Linked DNA regions of Sus scrofa: region 2 is linked to region 1. Evidence: chromatin contacts called from public HiChIP or PLAC-seq data. All regions are on one chromosome and are shown on one strand. Each heading gives the region's core, a stretch centred on a gene start, on an enhancer-like site or on the middle of the called end of the contact. The rest is flanking DNA. Distances are from core to core; before and after follow the strand shown. Region 1 overlaps RANBP3 (ran-binding protein 3). Region 2 overlaps NRTN (neurturin).

Region 1 (6,198 bases), core at 3,437-5,936:
GACATTATTGATATTATTGTCCCTGTTCCATTCTGATGGAGGCACTGCCCCCGTTTTTGTCACCATATTGTTTTGCCGTCAGCAGAGTATCTCTGTTCCTCAAGGGGCCACCTTGCAGTTTTGAAAACAAGGGTCTGACTTCTTGCACACCTTGAGCTCCCTGCAAAATCTGACAGCAGCAAGTCCATATTCACTGCCCTTCTCTTAGTCTGGAGGGCCAGCTCTGTCAGCAGACGGCAATAGCACACTCGACCTGAGCAGGAGCTGTCTCCAAACTTTTGACCCTCACCCCCTCCCCTGCCCCATGTTGCAGGCTTTATTGACATTGAAGGAAAATTGTCTTTTTTGCTCCCAGTCCTCTGCAGAGCAAAAAGACTTGTCGGATTCGGGAGAGGAGCCTCGGGGGGAGGCTGAGGCCCCCCACCATGGCACGGGTCACCCCGAGTCAGCTGGTGAGCATGCCCTAGAGCTACCTGCCCCCGCTAGCGCTTCAGCCAGCACTCCTGAAGCCCAGCTTCTTCCTTTTCCACGAGAACTGGCAGGGGTAAGTCCACCTCCACCTGGCATCCCACGGCCCGGGGGTCCCAGCCCTGACCGGCCCCTTTCCCTTCGAGTTCCTCAGATCCAGACCCCCGGTCTCGTAAGCAGCTGATGATAACTGAAAAGACAACAAGGATTTCTTCAGCTCCCTTTCATTCCTGCTGCCAAAAAGATGGGAAAGATTAAATCCCCTTTTACATTGAAACTTTTCTCACTGGGGGAATGTATACCATAGCAAGAAGTTAATCCTGTTTCCTGAAAGAGACACACGGGGTCCAAAGAGGAATTGAATAGTGGGGTAGAAACTTCCAGATCAGAATCTGCCCCTTCTCCCTCCTTCCGTTTTTCTTTCTCCTCTCCCTGAATTTGGGCATTCAAGTTCAGTGTCTTAGAAATGCAAAAGGCTCCAGCTTCCTTGATCTGTAGGAAGAGGAGGTGTCTAACGCAGATTTCTTTACAAGGCCGGTTGTGTTTGGACTGTGGTTAGGCTGTGAACTGCTTGTCTTCAATCAAAGCAGGAAGAAGAAAAGACTCTTCCTTTGAATCCAGAGGGAATCCCTTGAGCCCTTTATCTTTGTATTAAGAAGGCTTTTGAAGATTGTAGGTGGAGAAGATTATGAACTCTCGAGAACAAGAAATGTCTTGAGTTTTTGGAGTTTGATAAATTGGGAAAGGTAAACATCCTACATTCAGGATCAAAAACTCATCCTTTCGGTACCTAGTGACTGAATCCCCCATTTTTCTATCGGGGGAAAATGACTCAACAAGAAAACAAAGGATCCCGCTTTGTCTGCCACACTGAGCCCTGGGCGACCTTTCGCAGTGTCAGTGTCACAATCCCACACCTTTAGCGATCCCTTGTGTCACATCACCAGTCTCCTGTGTCCTTAAGTAAACCACTAAAATTCAGTTAGAGCCACCAACCTGTGGGATACTCAGAAGTGAGATGCAGTGAAGGTGAGGTTGGAGCCATATTTTAAATTTTGGCAGAACCACCATATGGTGGGAAAAGAAGAAACAGTCTTTGCCATGTGCCGGGTGGGATGAGGGGGCAGACCTTCCTGGCATAGAAGTGAGTTTGGGGTGGTGAAGCCCAGTAAAGATTCCAGCCAGGAGGTGCTTACCATGTTGTGGGAGCATAGCCTTCAAGTGAGGGCTGACAGCAAGAATCAAGAGGTGATCACTTTTTGGGTTGGGGGCAGAGCAGCTTCTGGAACCTTCTTCCGAACCAGGTGGTACGAGTTAGTGTGCCTTCAGCCTCCACAGGCACGTGTTCTCCATTCCCTGACAACAGACATTCCTGGTGTGGGTCTGCCCAGGAGACTCTGGGCCCTTCTGCTGCTCTTGGGTCGAAAAGCACAGGTTACAGAGAGTCTCCAACTGAAGGTGAGGGTGTTCACCTGAGCAGCAGACAGGGAGAGGTTGTGTCCTGGCAGCTACTCTTCCAGAGACATGCAGGCTCTTTGAGCCCCACTTATTTCCAGGGCCTACTTGGTGAGATGGGTTGGGCCCCACCCCCCAGAGGCCAGTGCAGGAAGTACCCTGGGGGCCTCACCTGCCTGGGCCCAGGCTGCACCTTCATCTCTGAGGCCTGGCCAGTGGAACTCAGCTCCTCAGTTCTTGTGGACTGTGAGTCAGAGACTCTAATTCCCAGAAGTTTAAGTTTTTCAGGGAAATAACTCTCATCTGAATTTGATCTAGGTAGGTCGTTCGTGGCACCAACGGCGGTGCCCAGGCTGACAAATGCAAGGTCAAGTGTGATGGCAGGGAACCTGCAGATGGTTGTGAAGTCACTGTGGGAGAGAGCCAGGACTGGGAGGAGCAGTTTCTAAATGTACCAGCCTAACAGTCAAGGCTGTGCATGTGACATACACACAGCTGCTATGTAGTTTTAACATTCGTGATTATAGGAATCCCCAGTTCCTTCAGAGGTCTCAACGGTGCCACTGTCACATCACTTGGTGACAGCTTTGAACCAACCAGGGCATGGTCCATTGGGCTCTCAGCAGAGTAAGGCCTGTCTGATTGCTAATGGTTTCCCTTAATTGGATTTCTCTGCTGATTGGGCATGTTCAAGACCAAGTAAACTTTGCTCTTTTAGGTCAATTATGGGCATAAATCAAAGCAGATGGAACCCGATCCCAGCTGCTTATCCAGCTGAGGTATTTCTGTGGTGAACTTGGACTAGTTGCTTTTGTATCAGAGCAGGTTAGGAGCTTGCTCCATACCACACTGGAATGCAGCAAACGCCCACACGTTACCCAGGTCTCTTCCCTCACGTTTTGTCTGTTCTCTCTTCCATGATCCCTTGGGGAAATGTAAAGCTCTGAGTTCTTTGTAATAAATAGTGGCTCGCATTGTTGCTTATAAAAGGCCCTTGTCATCCTTGAGTCTCATCAGAACTCTGGCTAGTTAAGGCTCAGTACCAGGAAAAAGTCTCTATATATCAGGTTTCCTGGCTCTCAGAGGCAGCTTGAAGGACACCATACCACATGCAGATTAAGTTCTCCATTTGATCTGGAAAAAGCAAGTGAGTATTCCTAGTGCTCACTGTGAGCCTGGCTGCAGTCTCTCCTGGACTGAAGCTCTGCGCCAAGGCGCTGCTGAGCCTAAAATATATTTATGAGACCCACCAGGAAGCTTAGAAAGAGTCTGGAATGAGTCCCCTGGCTGGACCGCGTCCCCTCATCCTCCAGCCTCTGCATGAGATTTGACCCTCGTTCTGCCCCTGCCCAGCATTCACGTCTTTGGAGGCCACCTCTTTTTTTCAGTGTCTGACTTTTTGGTAAAAATTTCTGAGCTGGTTCCCTCAGTCACAGAATAAACAATAAATTGCCCTGGAGTCCACATGAAGACAATAACAACTCAGCAGGCCCCTCTCTTGAGTGACTTCACCCCAGGTGTCCATTTTCCTGCAGCCACAGCAGTGGGCTTTCTAGCTGGGCGTCCAGCAGAGAATCACTGAGTCCCAGGCAGGCCAAATGGTGTCTGGCATTTTCTGGAAGGAGTTTCCCTGATAGGGTCTTTCTTTCTGGTCTCTTCTTGGAGGTCAAGAAGGCAGTGCCATTCGTTCCTGCTCCTGCTTGTTTGTCTGTGTGTGTCAGCTTCTGAGATGCAGCCTCCAGCTTTCTCCCCTCTTCCTGGACTGGCCTGGCAGCCTTGTCCCTCGAGGCCACACCAGGCAGCCTCATGAGAGCCATGTTTTTGGGAACGGTGCAAGCCTTAATAAATCAAGTGATCTTAATTTTCATAGTTTCATCCTTTATTCGAAGAACAGAAAATTTTCACGCCTGTGGTCCCTGGGTTAGATGATCCCTTGTATTTTGCACTTGGCAACAGGGACTTACACACCTCACAATGAGCTGCTCCCTGCTGAGGTTCCCGTGTCTGCTGAGGGGAGAGAACTGTGTTGCCTGCCCCATCTGCTTACTGGACTTGCGCAGTCAGGGTGGCCGTGCTTGTTAGGCCACACCCAGCCGTCCTCTGCTTCATTTGTTCACATTGTCTTGATGCCAGAAAATAAGTTGAAACATTCTCTTTGGTCTTCTTTCTCCTCAGCCTCTTCATGTAAGTGTTAATTGGGGTTATTTTCCTCATGGTGTCCCTAATGGGTGCTGATCCCAGCATCCCCAAGGTGACATCCTGAAGCCCTAATCCTCACTGAGGTGGCCTTTGCTCTGGGAAGAAGCAGAGAAGGAAAGGAGGCTTCACACCCTGCTTCTGTCCTCACTCCCTCCCAGAAAGTCTGCTTAAAATCCTCCTCACTGCCTATAGCAGTGACTCCTGAGCTGTGGGCTACAGGCTCTTGGAGTCCAAGAGTTGGAATGGCAGGGCCCAATCCCTTGTGTGTCCCAGGCATTGTTTGTTCTAAGCTGACCCCTGAACAGCTGCTTCCTTGGTTGGAGCCGAGGGTGGTGCCAGGCCACTTTGACATGGAAGAGGTCCTGCCCATCGGGCTGCTGTGTCCGAGGACAGTGTCTGTGGAGCTGGCATTTGGCTTTGTGTGGGGCCAGGAGTGGCTGAAGGGGAGTTGCTGCACACCAGACCTTTTCCTGCTTTGGGAGAAAACAGCATGAGGCAGCCAGGCCCAGACAGCAGGCTCAGGCTCGCTCCAGCAGGGGGCAGGCTGCTCCTCGCATGACAGCTCTGGAGGGTTGCCAGCTGTCCTAGGCATCTCCAAAGGCAAGCAGAAATGTCTTCGCTTTGCATTGTCTTCCTGCTTCCTTGCACTGGTTCCTTTTGAGGAGAGTTAATGGTGTTACTTTCCTCACTGCTTCTGAGTCAGCTGTTTAAGAACCCACAGGAAGTTCCCATCAGCTTCTGGGAGGTTCTCCCAGTGAGAGAATCTTCCTGTGTTGTCCTTCTCAGGTCTTGGCCTCAGCCTTTCTAAAACCAAGAGGCCTGCCACATGCCTGTGGGATGGTTCTTAAAATAGATTTGGGGGGTGGATTTGAGGGTTTCCAGGGATCTAGGAGTATCTAGTTTTGTCTGGCTAGGTGCCCTTTCCTTTCCAGGTCACTGAGGAGGCTGTGGCAGAGGACATAAGCTCCATTTGTGCGGTAGCTACTTGCCAAGCGTGTTTTGTGCAGAGCCAGGTTTTGGGTGTATGAACTATGAGCAGAACAGACAGGGCAGGGCCTCCTGGTAGCAGGAGACAGACAACAGACACATTAGATCTCTTCCAGCTGTGATACACAAAACAAGGTAGAGGCCCAAGAGAGGTTGGAGGATCGGGTAGAGAGGACTGCTTCTGTTTGCTGGGTGATGAGAGAGCACGTGAGCAGGGGTTCACCGTCAGGGACGGCCGTGGGAGCAGCACGTGGAGAAGGAACACCAGGTGGGAACAGCATTGACGTGTTTGGGAAACAGGAAAGAAACAGCAAGGCCGGAGTGTGACGGCAGGGAGGGGTGGTGCAGGACGGACCAAGGGGGACAGGGCTGCAGGAGGCCATCCAGGGCTCAGCAGTCCTAGGCCCTGAGAGGTGGGGCTGCAGCCCCAAAGGTCTGGGTATGCTTCTGGGGAAAGGCTCCTAACACTCATCAAATTTTCAAGAAGACCCAGATCCCTGCAAGCCGTGGGGTGTTTCTGGCAGAAGTAAAGAAAGGTGACATTAAAAGAGCCCCAGGGTAGAGTTCCCGTTGTGGCTCAGTGGAAACGAATCCGACTAATATCCGTGAGGATGTGGATTCGATCCCTGGCCTAGCTCAGTGTCTTAAGGATCTGGCATTGCCATGAACTGTGGTGTAGGTTGCAGATGCACCTCAGATCCAGTGTTGCTGAGGCTGTGGTGTAGGCTACCACCTGTAGCTCTGGTTAGACCCCTAGCCTGGGAACCTCCATGTGTTGCAGGTGTGGCCCTAAAAAGCAATGAAAAGGAAAAAGAGCGCCCCAGGGAGTTCCCATTGTGACACAAAGGGATCAGCAGTATCTTCATAGCACTGGGATGCAGGTTCAGTCCTTGGCCCAGCACAGTGGGTTAAGGATCCGGGGTTGCTGCAGCTGTGGTGTAGGTCACAACTGCAGCTCAGATCTGATCCCTGGCCCTGGAACTCCATGTGATGTGGGGCAGCCAAAAAAAAAAGAGCCCCAGAATACACGAGGCAAAAACTGACAGAAAGAAGGGAGACTAGGCAGTTCTGTCACATTGTTGGAGACCT
Region 2 (6,735 bases), core at 2,968-5,467, 78 kb after region 1:
AGGTCAGCTCCCACCCCCAGAGGCAGCTCCCGCCTTCCCCTCGGCCCCCCGGCCAGCGCTGGGTCTGGTTCAGCATGGAATCGCCCAGCCACTGCCCGCAGCTCAAGGCCCTGGACGGGTACTTCAACCTGACCATGTCCTACCGCAGGGACTCTGATATCTTCATGCCATACGGGTGGCTCGAGCCATGGCCCGGCCAGCCTGTGGACGTGCAGCTCAACATCTCGGCCAAGAACAAGCTGGTGGCCTGGGTGGTGTCCAACTGGAGGGAGGACTCGGTCAGGGTGCGCTACTACCGGCAGCTGCAGGCCCACCTCCAAGTGGACGTGTATGGGCGCTCCCACAAGCCACTGCCCTCGTCGGCCATGACCACGCAGCTGTCCCAGTACAAGTTTTACCTGGCTTTTGAGAATTCCTTGCATACTGACTACATCACCGAGAAGCTATGGAGAAACGCCCTGCTGGCCTGGGCCGTGCCCGTGGTGCTGGGCCCCAGCCGGAGGAACTACGAACAGTTCCTGCCCCCCGAAGCCTTCATCCACATCAACGACTTCCAGAGCCCCAAGGAACTGGCCCAGTATCTGCTGGCACTGGACAAGGACGACGCCCGCTATCTGGGCTACTTCCGCTGGCGGGAGACCCTGCGGCCTCAATTCTTCAGCTGGGCCTTGATGTTCTGTAAGGCCTGCTGGCGGCTGCAGCAGGAGCCCAGCTACCAGACAGTGCCCAGCATCGCGTCTTGGTTCACATAAGCCAGGCAACCTGGGGCCTGGGCTGCCGGGAGCCTGGGGGCATAGGTGGCTGGAGCTTTTGCTTACCGGTGGCTTCTCCTGCCAGGCACCTCTGATGCCAGAAATCTTGCCTCCCTGGGAAATGGCTTTTGAGGAGCTCCCTCTGATGGACGGCTACCTGCCAGGGGCCATGACTGCTGGGGACCTCCCCAGCTAGGTCACTCACCCCCTGGGGAACTGGCCTTGGTGTCCTTAGTGATGGTGCTGATGGATTTGCATGTGATTACTGTGGCTGTTGTTAATTAACCGCCTCTGGGCTAAGCAGGTGGCAATATGACACTATTTTCCAGATGGGAATGCATGTCTTCCCTTCCTCCAGATTGGTGGTTTTCACCCCGGGGCGACTCTGCTCCCTGGGTCTAGGGATGTCTGTGGTTGTTACAGATAAGGATGGGATGATAGGAGTACCCGTCGTGACTCAGTGGTTAACAAATCCGATTAGGAACCATGAGGTTGCGGGTTCGATCCCTGGCTTGCTCAGTGGGTTAAAGGATCCGGCGTTGCCGTGAGCTGTGGTGTGGGTCGTAGACGCGGCTCGGATCTGATGTAGCCGTGAGCTGTGGTGTAGGCCAGTGGCTGCAGCTCTGATTGGACCCCAGCCTGGGAGCCTCCATATGCTGTGGGAGCGGCCCAAGAAAAGCCTAAAAAAAAAAAAAAAAAGGATGGGATGATAGCATCGAGTAGATGGGAAGCCAGAAATGCTGCTCAACAGCCTGCAGTGCCCAGACAGCTCCCTACAACCGAGAATGGTCCAGCCCCAAGAGAGAAAAACCCTCAAGGTCAAGGCAGGATGGGGGACCGAGGTCTAGAGGGGGTGGGAGTGTGGGGGCTGAGCAGTCTAGCTGTCCACACAGAGCAGGGCTGGGACAAAGGGACCTTCTACACCCAGCACAAGGATAGAGGGGCAGGGACTGCCCCCCCCGAAGGAGGGAGAGGGTGTGATGCTGTGCTTATGACTATGAGTGGGTATGACAAGTGACGACCATGTGGGGCTTGGCGCATGGCTCTGTGTGACTGAATGTGCGGCCCCATGTGTTTTTTTCAGATAAAGTGACTTTGAGGGTCCCCCATTCTGGGTGTGAATGTCCACTGAGCATGTAAGCATGTGGGCCCTGGGTCTGTGTGTGATCCTGTTTGCTAAGCCCCGGTGGGTGTGCCCTGTGAGCGCGTGTGTGTGTGTGTGTGTGTGTGTGTGTGTGTGTGTGTGGTGTGCACTGCTGAGAACCCCAGCCCTGGGGTCTGTGGGGGCAGCTCTGTTTATGTTCCAGTTTTCTGGTGGGCTGGGCCAGTACCCTGTGGTTTGATCTGAGTGGGAGACGTGGATGCTGGGGTCCCAGGAGGCCCCAGGAGAGTGCATGCACACACATGCACACGCACACACTCATTCTCTCTCTCTGGTGCATGCGAACACTCTCTCCCTCTCTCTCACGTGCATATTGAGGCAGCCAAGCTTCAGGGGCCCAGACCTGGGCTCCGAGGCCAGTTTTCCTGCTGTGTGTCCTTGTGTCCTGGGCCAAGCAACTCACACCTCTAAAGCTCTGGGCCCTCTAGCACAGGGAAACTGAGGCTCAGCTTCTGCAGCATCTGAGAACTCTGGCCTCTCTGCCACAGCCAAGCTGAGTCAGCCCAAATGGTATAGGAATCCACCACCCGAAACCTCAGAGTCAGAAGACTGTGGGGGTGGCTGGGGACCCCAGCCAGCCAGCCTGCCCTGGAACTGCCTTCCAAGCAGACCACCCACCGTCTGGGGCCTGGCCTCGGAGCCCTGCTCTCAGGGCTCCCTGGAAGTCCTGCCTGTTAGCTGCCTCCAGTGTCTCCTGCTGCAGCCAGGGGTCTTGGGCACAAGGGAGCTGGGGATGTGCCTGCCAGCCTGCGTGGACCTCCCTGGGGGCAGCTTGTGATTCGAACCCTTCAGCTTCAGGATGGTGATTGAGTTTGGGAAGGATATGATGTTTAGAAGGTGGTTCTGAGCAGAGATGTGTGGGAAAGGGGAGGCGGGGCCAGTCTATGAGACAACAGTAAGGGAGGGAAGCGGCTGTTCTCTCTGGAGCCCCAGTCAGGAGTGGGAGGAGGGAAGAGGAGAGGAGACCAGGTCCTCAGGAAAGCTGTCTGGGCAAAGGGGGAACTGTGCGCGCCGGACACCCGCCTCCCCAGTCTGCTGGGAAGGGTCTGAGGCATCTGGTCTCCAAAGTGGGGCTCTCTACACCCTCCTTCGTCCCAGGCCCTCCTCAGACTGTAGGACCTGCCGCCCTCTCCCCATCCGCCGAGAACCCAACACCCCACGTCGTCATGGGCCTGCCAAGCATCAAGGTGACCCGCAGGCAAATCTAAACACCGCACCGCTTTTTCCATTCTGCGCGGGGTACTCGTTGTAAATTCTCCCTGGAGCTCTGGCCAGAGCTTTTATGGCCCTAGGACCTAGGTCCCTGGGGACCCAGCTTGGCCCCAGCAGGCGCCAGTTTGGGGCTGGATGGAGTTGGTGCCAGCCCAACCCAGCCCGCAGGGAGATGGGCAGCACACATATATTTTTAGCAAGTGAAAGGAGATAGTGGCTCAGAGTTCACCCTGGTGGGAGCTGAGGAGGCCTGTCAGGTGAGAGAGGCCTGGAGCTCAGTCTTCCCATCTGCACTGTGGCTCCATCTTTCCAACCCAGAAAGATACCTTGCAGGGAGGTGAGGATGGGACACACGGGGAAGGGCACAGGGACCTGCAGAGAGGTGAGAGAAAGGGTCCCTGCTGACATTCCCCTATTTACCCCATTTTCCTTTTTGAATCCTGGAACTAAGATCCTCTTTGCATCTGCTTTCCTTTTCCCCAAGAGCAAATGGGATCCTCCCAGCATCCTGCAGGTGGTACCTACATCCGTCCCCATTTTCCCAATGGAGGTGGCGCCTCCTCCCCACACACCCTCGCTCCTCCAAGAGGTGGGCATCCCCGGGGTGGGGGGCAGAATCACAACTCGGGCTCGATTTTACACTCTTTATTTTAGTACAGTTATCACGAGAGTCCTGAGGCCTCGACGGCATCTTCTGCCCATGGGCAGTCCGTCGTGGGGCTTGCCAGGCCAGACGGTGGGTGCCGTCGGGACGGGAGGCGTGGCCACCATCTCGCCGGGCCCAGTGAGGTAGGGTCACACGCAGGCGCACTCGCGCGCCGACAGCTCGTGCACCGTGTGGTAGCGGCTGTGCGTGTCCAGGAAGGACACCTCGTCCTCGTAAGCCGTCGGGCGGCAGCAGGGCTGCGCGCGCACCCGCTCCCGCCGCACTCGCCGCCGCTGGCGCAGGCGCCGCAGCCCCAGGTCGTAGACGCGCGCGGCCGCCTCGCACGCGCCTGCGCAGTAGCGGAACAGCACTGTCTCGTCCGACGCGTAGCCCAGGCCCAGCTCGCTCACGCGCACCTCGAGCTCGCGTAGTCCGCACGGCCGTGTCCCCGACCGCGCGCGTGCGCGCCGCCGCCGGGGCCCCGCCCGACGGCGCGAACCTGGGGACCGCCCGGCCCACGGCGTCAGCTCGCGCAGCTCCACCGCGTCCGGGGCGCCCTGCAGTAGTGCACGGTCTGCAAGCGGAAGGAGATAAGGGGGTGGGGTGGGGTCAGTGGGTGGGTGGGAGAGAGTCGGAGGGAGCCCTCTCCCCTCGCTGTTCCCATGCCAAAACGGACCTTTGTGGAGACGCTAGTGCACCTTTTCCGGACCGCTTTTATCTCGCTCCCGGATTCCGGCTCATGCATCTTCTCGGGAGGTGTAAGGGGTGCATATCCAGATCCTTATGCCGTGTCCCCTTTTCTGGACCCTACACCTATGATGGACTACTCAGAACCTGGTACATCCTTCCCGGGTGCCCTGTACCACTTTTCCAGCCTGCCCCACCTTAAGCTGAGCTGACCTGGGTGACTGTCTCCCACTAGGCAACCCCTCCCCCCGCCCTGCCCCAGCACTCTCTGGGGACCCCATTCCTATGCAGGGCAGCATTGGGGATTGTTCCCCTTTTCACTGAGCTGCTCTTACCCGGTTGCAGAAAAGAAAGGGAGGGCTCAGCAGGTGGTGTGGTGATCTAAATCCCTGTCCCCGCTGGGCTCCAGCTGCCCACACCCCTATGCAGAGCTGCCCAGAGCACTGTTTCCCACACTCCAGCTACCATCAGGAAGCTTGAGCTATCGGGGTCTCTTGCTCACCCTCTGAGGTTCCAAAGCCCCCACATCTCTGAGCCCCTGGCCTGTTCATAATCTCCCACCTGTCCCTGCTGCTCCACTGTGTAGCAGAACTTGGTTTCCCTCTTCACAAAACCAAGTTGGGGCTGTGCGGGCTTCTCAGAAGGCACCGAGGAGTAGCAGGCACTGAGGTCCTATGTGGGGACCTCACCTCTTGAGGAGGCAGCTGTCAGGGAGACCCCCCCCCCGGTGTTGTAGGTGAGGAAACTGAGCATCCAAAAGGGCAGAGACTTGCTGGAGGCCACACCACGAGCACGTGGCACAGAGAAAGAGAGATGAGCCCAAACAGCAGCCTTCCCACTTCCATCGTGTGCCCAAGTTTGGTCCAACTCCAGCCCTCTGCTCCCATAGCTGCCAGGAGTTGCCCCAAGCCTTAGATTCCCAGGGCCCCATGGCCTAAATTTATTTCCCAAGCGGCTGGCCCTGCCCCTCCCCCTCCCCCATACTCCTCCGCCCCAGGAGAGAAGTGCAGACTTTGGAATGGCAGGCAGTGATGATCGGCTGCAGATCTGCAGGCAGGGGGTTCCCAGCCCCTGAGCAGGTGGCAGTCACACTTGTGGTTGAGAGAGGAAATCTTGAGTTTAGCCCCCGCCTGTCCCCAAGGCTGATGCACCTGGCTGTCAAAAGAAATGGCTTACTGGGAGGCCTGAGGGGAAAGGGCTGTCAGGGGGTCTTGCTCTGCCACTCTCAGCCTTGTAGTTTCAGGCAGGCGCTGGCCCTGTTCTCTTCCTCAGTTTCCCTGTGTGCTCCGTGAGGCTTATAGGGACCCCATTTAGCTGGGGCTGGGAAGGTAGAAAGTTGGGGTGGGTGGGTAACCAAGCAGCATCTTCTGAGTTCTTGAAGCCCAGGGGCAGGAGCAGGGTGCCCCACACTGCCTGCTCTGGAGTTGGGTTGAGCCTAGCTCACTTCTGAAGCCTACAATTCCAACACTTAGTGTCCCCACCCCAAAGTTGTGTATCCAGAGAGTTAACTCAGGGGTTGCCAGATAAGATACAGATGCCCTGTTAAATTTGAATTTTGGATAAACAATGATATTCTAGTATATCTGTCTGCCTCCCTCCAGCAGGCCTAGCCATGTATGCTGGGTCTGGAATACAAAGAGGTGAGATCTGCACCCCCAGGCCTAAGCCTGAAATTCCACCATCAGCACGTTAGTCCCAGGGCCTAGGACATTCGACTTGGGGGGATCGGGAGCCATTCCCTTCCCTCAGTAGGGCTGGGTCCAAGGACAGGATGCCAGGCAGGCAGGGGCTGACCATGAGCCAAAATCCTCTGCTGTGCCTGAAATTCCACTATTGGTGCTTTGCCCCCAGGGCCTGGAGCGCTAGCTTTAGGGGGCCCACCCGGGTCCCTGGGACCCAGTGTCCTGGGAAGGACTTTGATGCCTATAGGAGGGAGTGGTGGAGGCGGAAGTGGAGACTGCGCCGGAGGCCACCCACCCTTGTCCATTGTAAAGACAAGAAAGAAGGATTGTGTGGGCTGGCAGGGCGGGTGCGGACGTGCACACAGGCGTGCACGCAACCCCTACCCACAAGGGTCCATGTATGTGCCCCCCCATCCCTGCTCCTAACTCCCCCTCCATCTGTGCGGGTGCTTGCGAGGACATGAAGGCGTGCACACAAGGTCGGGGCCCATGCACTGCCCTGGACCGACAGAACCTGAAGAGGGCAGGCGCCAGGGGAGAGTGGGGAGCAGGGTGGACACGCCCCCCAGTGGGCGTGTCCACTTTTCTACCTCC

Evidence for each region. HiChIP or PLAC-seq counts read pairs in DNA pulled down with a chosen protein or histone mark.
Region 2: a contact with region 1 is called in an H3K27ac HiChIP or PLAC-seq map of skeletal muscle. The contact joins two enhancer-like sites. A contact is called at or near these places in 8 of 47 Hi-C or Micro-C datasets (alveolar macrophages, brain, embryonic fibroblasts and 4 more) and 1 of 2 datasets of contacts at active chromatin or transcription factors (skeletal muscle).

Annotation. Positions count from the first base shown.
Region 1 is chr2:73,091,850-73,098,047 of Sscrofa11.1, forward strand. The region is part of intron 2 of RANBP3 (ran-binding protein 3); the gene reads left to right. Among named protein-coding and RNA genes, the nearest start is that of CAPS, 30 kb to the right of the region's middle. Within about 2 kb of position 4,687, at least 32 of the 83 cell types and tissues checked have an H3K27ac peak or open chromatin away from gene starts, as enhancers often do. A contact at or near this core is called in retroperitoneal adipose tissue and skeletal muscle, where this site is marked.
Region 2 is chr2:73,170,529-73,177,263 of Sscrofa11.1, forward strand. NRTN (neurturin) reads right to left here. Exons shown (of 3, transcript XM_021084020.1): 3 at 3,757-4,346. The coding sequence ends at 3,922. It overlaps LOC100513844 (galactoside 3(4)-L-fucosyltransferase), which reads left to right. Exons shown (of 2, transcript XM_003123094.6): 2 at 1-1,088. The coding sequence ends at 752. Among named protein-coding and RNA genes, the nearest start is that of NRTN, 14 kb to the right of the region's middle. Within about 2 kb of position 4,218, at least 48 of the 83 cell types and tissues checked have an H3K27ac peak or open chromatin away from gene starts, as enhancers often do. A contact at or near this core is called in retroperitoneal adipose tissue and skeletal muscle, where this site is marked.